Linked DNA regions of Oryzias latipes: region 1 is linked to region 2. Evidence: chromatin contacts called from public Hi-C data. All regions are on one chromosome and are shown on one strand. Each heading gives the region's core, a stretch centred on a gene start, on an enhancer-like site or on the middle of the called end of the contact. The rest is flanking DNA. Distances are from core to core; before and after follow the strand shown.

What was found. Hi-C and Micro-C count contacts between places; a contact is called where the count stands out from the background.
Region 1: a Hi-C map of fibroblasts shows a contact between it and region 2, with 2.5 times the contacts expected there. The contact joins two enhancer-like sites. A contact is called at or near these places in 2 of 5 Hi-C or Micro-C datasets (embryo and fibroblasts).

The regions. Positions count from the first base shown.
Region 1 is chr3:33,379,185-33,383,136 of ASM223467v1, forward strand. The region is part of intron 17 of phkb (phosphorylase b kinase regulatory subunit beta); the gene reads left to right. Among protein-coding and RNA genes, the nearest start is that of adamts18, 63 kb to the right of the region's middle. Within about 2 kb of position 2,342, at least 1 of the 8 cell types and tissues checked has an H3K27ac peak or open chromatin away from gene starts, as enhancers often do.
Region 2 is chr3:33,127,040-33,130,472 of ASM223467v1, forward strand. neto2 (neuropilin and tolloid-like protein 2) reads right to left here. Exons shown (of 10, transcript XM_004067530.4): 2 at 2,887-2,943; 3 at 2,634-2,777. Among protein-coding and RNA genes, the nearest start is that of neto2, 4.4 kb to the right of the region's middle. Within about 2 kb of position 2,127, at least 3 of the 8 cell types and tissues checked have an H3K27ac peak or open chromatin away from gene starts, as enhancers often do.

The DNA of each region.
Region 1 (3,952 bases), core at 1,092-3,591, 250 kb after region 2:
TTGCTTGAAAGGATGTCGATTGAGTGGAAATGGAAACCTCTTGCTAATGAGGCATTCGTATGGTCATCAGTGTGATGCAGCGTTGCCTCACGTCCATCATGGCTGTCAAATCCACGTCCCGCCTGTGGAAAACGTCCTTCATTGTTTGAAGTTTTGCATCTCAGTGTCGTCTTCTCCTCAGCCTGTTATTTATCTGTCATAGTTGTAACATGGCAGCTCTTCTCCACACCTCCTCCCATAAGCATCCATTTTGCTGTCATTTCTTCCCTTTGAGCTCCTTTTTTTCTGCTTCCTGTTTCCCGTCTGATGGTCCGTCCCATTTGCCTCTGTAACCCCGAAACTCCCCTCTCGGCGTGCATCCTGCCCAGCCCCCTTAACGTCTAATACACCAAACATCTCAATGCTTCACGTCCATCACCTGCCTCTGCGCTGTCATACCTGTCCGTCTCCCCCTCTGCCTCCCTCAGCCATATGCCGCTCAGTCTCCCACATGGAAATTCAATTGTGAGTCAGAGCGAGCGCCATGCTGAATATTTATGATGAAGCTTAGACATCTTCCTTCTCCACAAAATTTGTTTATCGCGGGGTTAGCACCACCGCCTCAATGCTGCAGGCTGTATCTGCCTAACTCACCTGTTCTGAAATTGACAGCCGCCCTCTGATAATGGGGGAAACATCAATTACCCGTGTTATCTTGCTTCGAGGCCTACCAGCTTTTTATTTTTTTAAACAGTCATCCTTTTTAACCCATAAAAATATGTTTAATAGAAGAGAGGATGTTTCTTCTACAGGCAATGCTGATTGGACGATTAATGCTCTTAAACATACAAATGTATATCATTTATTTTGATTTATTCTGCTATTTCATTTCATTTATTTTCACAGAAAAAATCTGTCCTTTTCTCAAAGCGAATGTGTACGGGTCAAACTGACCCAGACACCAGAAATGGTGTTTATAATTTAATGATTGTCTGTGTTATTGCTGTGAGTTCTCTTTCTGAAGAGGGTCTTGCATTTTGCCTGCCGTCCACAGTTGATTTTTTTTCTTAATCTGTGTTGCCTGGATAATTAAAGGTTAAATAAAGTGAAACACATAAATGTTTCTATGATTAATATAATTAATAAACTCTACTAAATGATCAAAGAGGTGTCTTGTAATGTCCCCCAGTAGTAGTAAGGTGACACAACAGCATCTTATTTATAAATGGGATTTTATTTTGAAGGGACATTTTTTCTTAAAATAAGGGGTATGCTGGAAAAAAAAGACCAAAAGGTTAAGAAACTAATCATGTCATAGAAAAGGAATCCCAATGAGATTACAGAGAGATGTAAAAAATATGTGGATGATAATTATTGTGTTAAAGTATATTAGTAATTTAAGATGAGGTTTAAAACTAAGCAGGTGACATAAGGCATGGTAACAGAAAGCCAACACAGGAGGAAGGCTCATTTACTGTACAAAACATCCACGACAAGATGTAAACCAGTCAGATACATTTACTAATTGGATCATTTGGCAGTCTGATTTTTTTTTTGATGTTTTCTCTGGTTCACGAGTGGCTTGACGCGAACAATGCAACCACTGAAAGCCTCGTCTAGCATTCGTTTGTGGCTCAGTCCTCTCCTCGTGACCATCTTCTCAAGGATGCAGCTATCCCTGATGCTGGAGCACCTCTTTTGTCTCTTCTTCCACTTCAGGTGCTGTTTTCCAGGCGAACAAGCAGCTTGTTTTAGCATTGACCTTCTGGAACTTTCCCTCCTCGTGAAGGGTGTAGACGTGTCACTTCTTGACCCAGACGAAGGCTCCTGAAACCAATGCAGGTGTTTCGAGCTCATTGACTGAGCAGATGTTTAGAGGGAGGAGCAATAGCTCCCATTTGACTAAACCTCCCATCCTGAGGGAGAGGCAGAACTTAGCCCCCTCATGAAAGAGGCTACCCCCAGCTGATGACTACAGGTGGAGGAGTGTTGAGACATGAAGACTCATCCTTTGACACTCCTTTCTCCTCGGTACAACAGAGCCAACAAGCTGCACACCTTGATCCATATTTTGCCCTCATGCAACACCTTTTTCCTATACTTTTACAATTTGATTACAACGCACGGTGGCACGGTTAGCGCTCTCGCCTCACAGCAAGAAGGCATTCAAGTCCCGGCTGGAGGACCTTTCTGTGTGGAGTTTGCATGTTCTACCCGTGCATGCGAGGGACTCCGGCTTCCTCCCACCATCCAAAAACACAAGTGAATTGGTTACTCTAAATTGTCCATAGGTGTGACTGTGAGTGTGCATGAACGTCTGATTTGTTGCCCTGCGACAGGCTGACCAGAATGACCCCTGCCCTCACCCACCAGTGACCGGGATAGGCTGTGACCCCGGATGGGACACAGGGCCTTACATTCCCGATCTATTCTACTTGATGTAGCCAACAAGGTCACGTCACCAGCAGAGAGGGTCTGAGGACAGCCCTGCTGTTGCGGCAGAGCTCTTTAACTCTTTAGCGACCTTGTTCCTGTTACAGGGTTGCATGGGAGTACATCCCATGAGAGGTCAACAGTATCCTCTCCACTCTACAGCATTTTGGAAAACCACAGTTTTACCACACTGAAGAGCTTTAAAACTAATTTCGTAAAACCTCTCGTTTGGTGCGACAGCTTTTTACCGATGCCCCTACCAAGCTGTCTGCCAAATGCTAACTGATGCCTCTATCCTCTGAGGTTAGTTTGGGTTTTGATGTAATTTCCCTGACAGTGTCAGTATAAAAGGTGAGATTGAGCTTTTACATTGATGATCAGTTGACTTTTAAAGAGCTTTGATGGTACAATTCCATTTGAACGCAACTTTAAAACAGTCTAAATCCTTATTCTTCCACCATTAGCTTGAATTGAATGCACTATTTGACAGATATGGATGTAAAATACAAGCTAAAATAGAATCGAATAGTGTTCTTGTTTATAGCAACTTTGAAAAATGTGTGTGTTTGTTTTTTTATTTAATGAAAAAATAAATGTTCATAAACAGTTTCTCAGTAAAAAGTATTTTCTCGACTCCTTTCTCATGAAGGGTCAAAAACAGCTTTGAATGTGATTTTCTATTATTATTTTTGCTACCTGTCAGAGCCGCTCCGTGGGCTTTGGTCAGTAGAAATGTGGGGGGGATGAAAGGTTGCTTTCATGGGCTTCTGGCTGGTTCATTCATTGTTATTCTGCACACAGAAAGGATTGATGCAAAGGTCCTTCCAGCCCTCCTCCAGCTTCACTCTGAAGACAGTTCATCACAAAGTCGCCCACTTCTTAATTGGGGATTTTAGATAACTGATCATCATCTGTGTCAAAAACCTCATTTGTTTTGTTCGTGTCTTAGTTTCTGCTGTAACGTTGAGCTGTTGTGGTCCCTCGAAGCTGTGGAGAGGTGCTCGTCTGTAGCAGAGCTCCCTCCTTTGGCTGCTCTGTGTATTGCACTTTGTAATGAAAGAATAGAGGACATAAAAAAACAGTTTTTTCATGCTACTTTTTAACCACATTTAGACTTTTTAGGTTTTTCTCAAAGAAAACACTTCTTTGCATAAAACTATTTATTCTATTAATTTGCATACTTCTGATTCTTCAGGTTTGATTGTTTTCAACCACGGGCTATGCAGCTAGGAAGAGTCAGTGGTTTGACTTGCACAAACAGCAGAGATCTGCTTTAGGGATGAAGAGGATGGTCTTACAGTAAGAACAAAACAGATAAAATAAAGAAAAAAAGTGTTACTGATGGTAAACACCAATAAGTGTGGATTCCTTAGTTTAAATAGAAAATAAGTATAAAATACAGACATAATAACCATTATTATTGATATTTTTGGTATATTCTATGTCATTCGTCTGATTTGTATACTGTAGGTAAAATCTACTTGAAGCTTAGGGATTGAAGCTTTTGTAGTTTACTCTAGGGGGAAGTTGAAAAGGAAAA
Region 2 (3,433 bases), core at 877-3,376:
GTTAGGTAGTTAGCTGCTCAGCCCAGTAGAAATTTCAGAATAAAAGCACTTCAATTGCTGCTTTACTTCCGTTGTGAGTTAATGTGTTGTGAGGTAAGTTAATGTGTTGTGTTGTGACCCTTCTGGGCCATGAGTTAATGTGTTGTGTTGTGAGTTAATGTGTTGTGTTGTGAGTTATTGTGTTGTGTTGTGAGTTAATGTGTTGTGTTGTGAGTTATTGTGTTGTGTTGTGAGTTAATATGTTGTGTGTTAAGTTAATGTGCTGTGTGTAAAGTTAATGTGTTGTGTTGTGACCCTTCTGGGCTATGGAAGTTTTTCTGTGCCATCAGATTCTGAATATTTTGGGCCACCGTAGAAATTAACTATTCTCCTACTTTTTCTACACCTACAGAAATTAGAATTCACTGAGCAGCTGCTCATTTCAAATCAACTTTATTTCCATTTCAATGTTTTTTTATTTCCACGAATAAACAAAAAAGAAAAATATGTGTTGTGTGTAAAGTTAGTGTGTTGTGTGTAAAGTTAGTGTGTTGTGTGTAAAGTTAGTGTGTTGTGTGTAAAGTTAATGTGTTGTGTGTAAAGTTAGTGTGTTGTGTATAAAGTTAATGTGTTGTGTTGTGACCATTCTGGGCCACCGTAAATTTCTGCTGGTTAATTAAGTAAAATAAATATCTGAAATCACAATTTTACATGTATTTTATTTGTGAAAAGACATCTATTTAAATGTGTCTTGCAGATTCTGCAGCACCACATAAACCTAAAAAATGAATAATCTTAGAATGTAAGAAAGAAAATGTTTTGTTCACAGTAATATTTTATGAACAGATGAAAATTGTTTCTTTTAACTGTCGCTTTCCAATAAAACAAATGACACACTGTGTGTAGTTAGTTTGTTCTAATAGGAGAACAAAAAAAAATCATTTGTTTTTGAAAATGAATCAAACTTTGCTGAAAAAACAAAGACAGAGGTCTGCAACCTGAGGCTCTGGAGCCACTTTGTCCTTTCACTTAAGAAGCTTTGAAGAAAAGCACAAAATACTTGAATAAATAATTTATTTGTTAGTTAAGTTTTGTCATTTATTTTTAGATCTTTAAACTGGGGAGATCTTATATTATTAAAAAACATCCAAATATTTTTTATAACGGCTGACTTTAACACTAAATCAAGAGCTTTACCACTCCTCTAAAAGGCAAACATGTCAGATAACGAATAAAATAGATGATAAAAGGTTTGATTTATTATCAGGCTGGTTTATTATTAGAACAAGTTTAACCTCATTTTCTTATTTTCTGTCAGTTCAGACAAAGTTCTTGACGCTTAAATGCAAACCTGCAGCAGCAGCAGCTTATTTGACACATTTTACTTTGAAAGGACCTTGTATGTGCAGCTGTAAACGTTATATACTAGTGATATCACACTGGTGTAATTCAATCATTGTTAAAGCTACATCTTATTAAAAAAAATCATTTATGGCCACAAATAAATGAGACAAAATAAGACAAATATCTATTTTTCTTGACAGTAAAGGGGGGCTCTCGCTGGGTTTGGGTCTTTCAGCGCTGAAGGCTGCAGACTCTGACCCTGTGCTGGAACGTCTAACCCATAATGGAGTTTAAACCCCTTCAAGAAGTAAACTGCTTCTTTGATATGTGTGTTCAGACTAGTCACCACTATAGTGTATGTGCTCACACAAACACGGTGTGATCTGCAGATCATCTCTGCAGCTTTTCATAATGTCTGATGTCTGTGTGTGTGTGTGGGGGGGGGGGCATAGCCAGAAAGGGGGGGGGGGGGGCAGCTGATGCATGGATGAATCACACTGATGCAGAGGTACAAAATAACAAAAAACAGAAGAGCAGAAGCTCGGAGGTCAAAGGCCGTTCATGCAGCAGCACCCAAGGAGCTGACATCTTTGTGTTTGTGCTTCAACAAGCAGCTTGTTTGTCTGCACTTCCTGTTAGGTGTGTGTGAGCGACACAGACAGACGGGACGCCGCGTGACGCAAAAGGGAACCCAGCTCATAATCAGTTACTGATGCACTCGGTGACAATCAGGGAACAGACAGAGGGACGGAAGAAAAGAAAAAGAAGAAGAAGAAAAAAAAGACAGCTCCATGCGTGGTGCAGTAGCTCCATCTGTCCACAGGAGGAGCCCTTTAGCTGTGTGTGAACATGCCAGCAGAAACTCCACTGCTGTTCTTTTCATGATAAAAAAAACAAAAACAAAAGCTGCCGGTTCAGGCAAAACATGAGGCAGATCTCATCTGTCAGAGATGCTAACGATGCTTTCAGGGGGGGCCACACCTCACAGGTGAGCTTTGGGAGCTCAGTCTGCTTAACGCTCAAAAGCTGAGCATCAGGCCACCCCGCCTGCAGGATATCTGGAGGAGGCGGGGGCAGTCCTGGGATGCCCGCACAGAGTCGCTCTTCATCATCCTCAAGGAGGAAATATGTGTGCAATAAAAGAAACTCGGGATGGCTCATTCTGAAAATGTCAAGCTGATTGGCCGGCAGCCACGGCGCCGAAAACCCGACTGCGGCGAGGTTATATAAAAACAATGTCAGTCTGAGTGAAGGCCGGAGGGGGGCAGAGACTCTGACCTCTGCGGCTGAGCGGAGGAGGACGCTTTTACCTTCCAGGATGTAAATGCACTCCTTGTTGGGGGGGTAGGTGTTGGGGTAGTTGGGCGACATGAACACGCCGCCGTTGATGTTGCGCACCCAAGTCCCACAGTCGTTCTGGTTTTGGGTCTGGGCGCCATGATTGCTCTGAGATTCTACAGGGAGCAGAGAGAGAAAAGGGTCGCGGATCGATGAGGTGGATGATGGGAAGGCAACTTTTTCAGAAAAAGAAGAGCAAGAAAAAGGGTCGACAGAGAAGCTCACCTTTAGTCCTCTGCGCCAGAGCGAAGGCCTCTTCCACGAGAAAGAAGAGGATCCACGCTGCCAGACGGAGACATCGCACATTAGTCTCAGCTGACACAATCATGCATTCATATCTATGTGATCATCAGCAGCAGAATGAAATCATTTAACAGCTCGGGATGAGTTCGTGCATCGATCCCACCGTGCTTTGATGAATAGCAAGTAAAGTCTGGATCAATAGAGTTTCCCTGTGAGTGAACCGGTGCATTTAGAGAAGGAGTGCTGAGATGATGGGGCAGCAGGGAGGGGCTGTCTTCAGGAATCCATGGACGTACACTACGTTGGCAGAGTTGATTTACCTGAAGAATTGGCTGACATTTTGCTTTCTTCCTGACATTTTTGGATCATTTAGATCTCCCTCTCTGCATCACTGCCAGCATTTGACTCCTCAGCTTGATTAATGTGACAAATAGTTGCCACTTTATATGACTGATCCTCTGCAAAACTGCAACTCTGCTCACAAGCACAAACGATTGCTGCAAAGTTGTGTAAACTAATTTCCGATTTA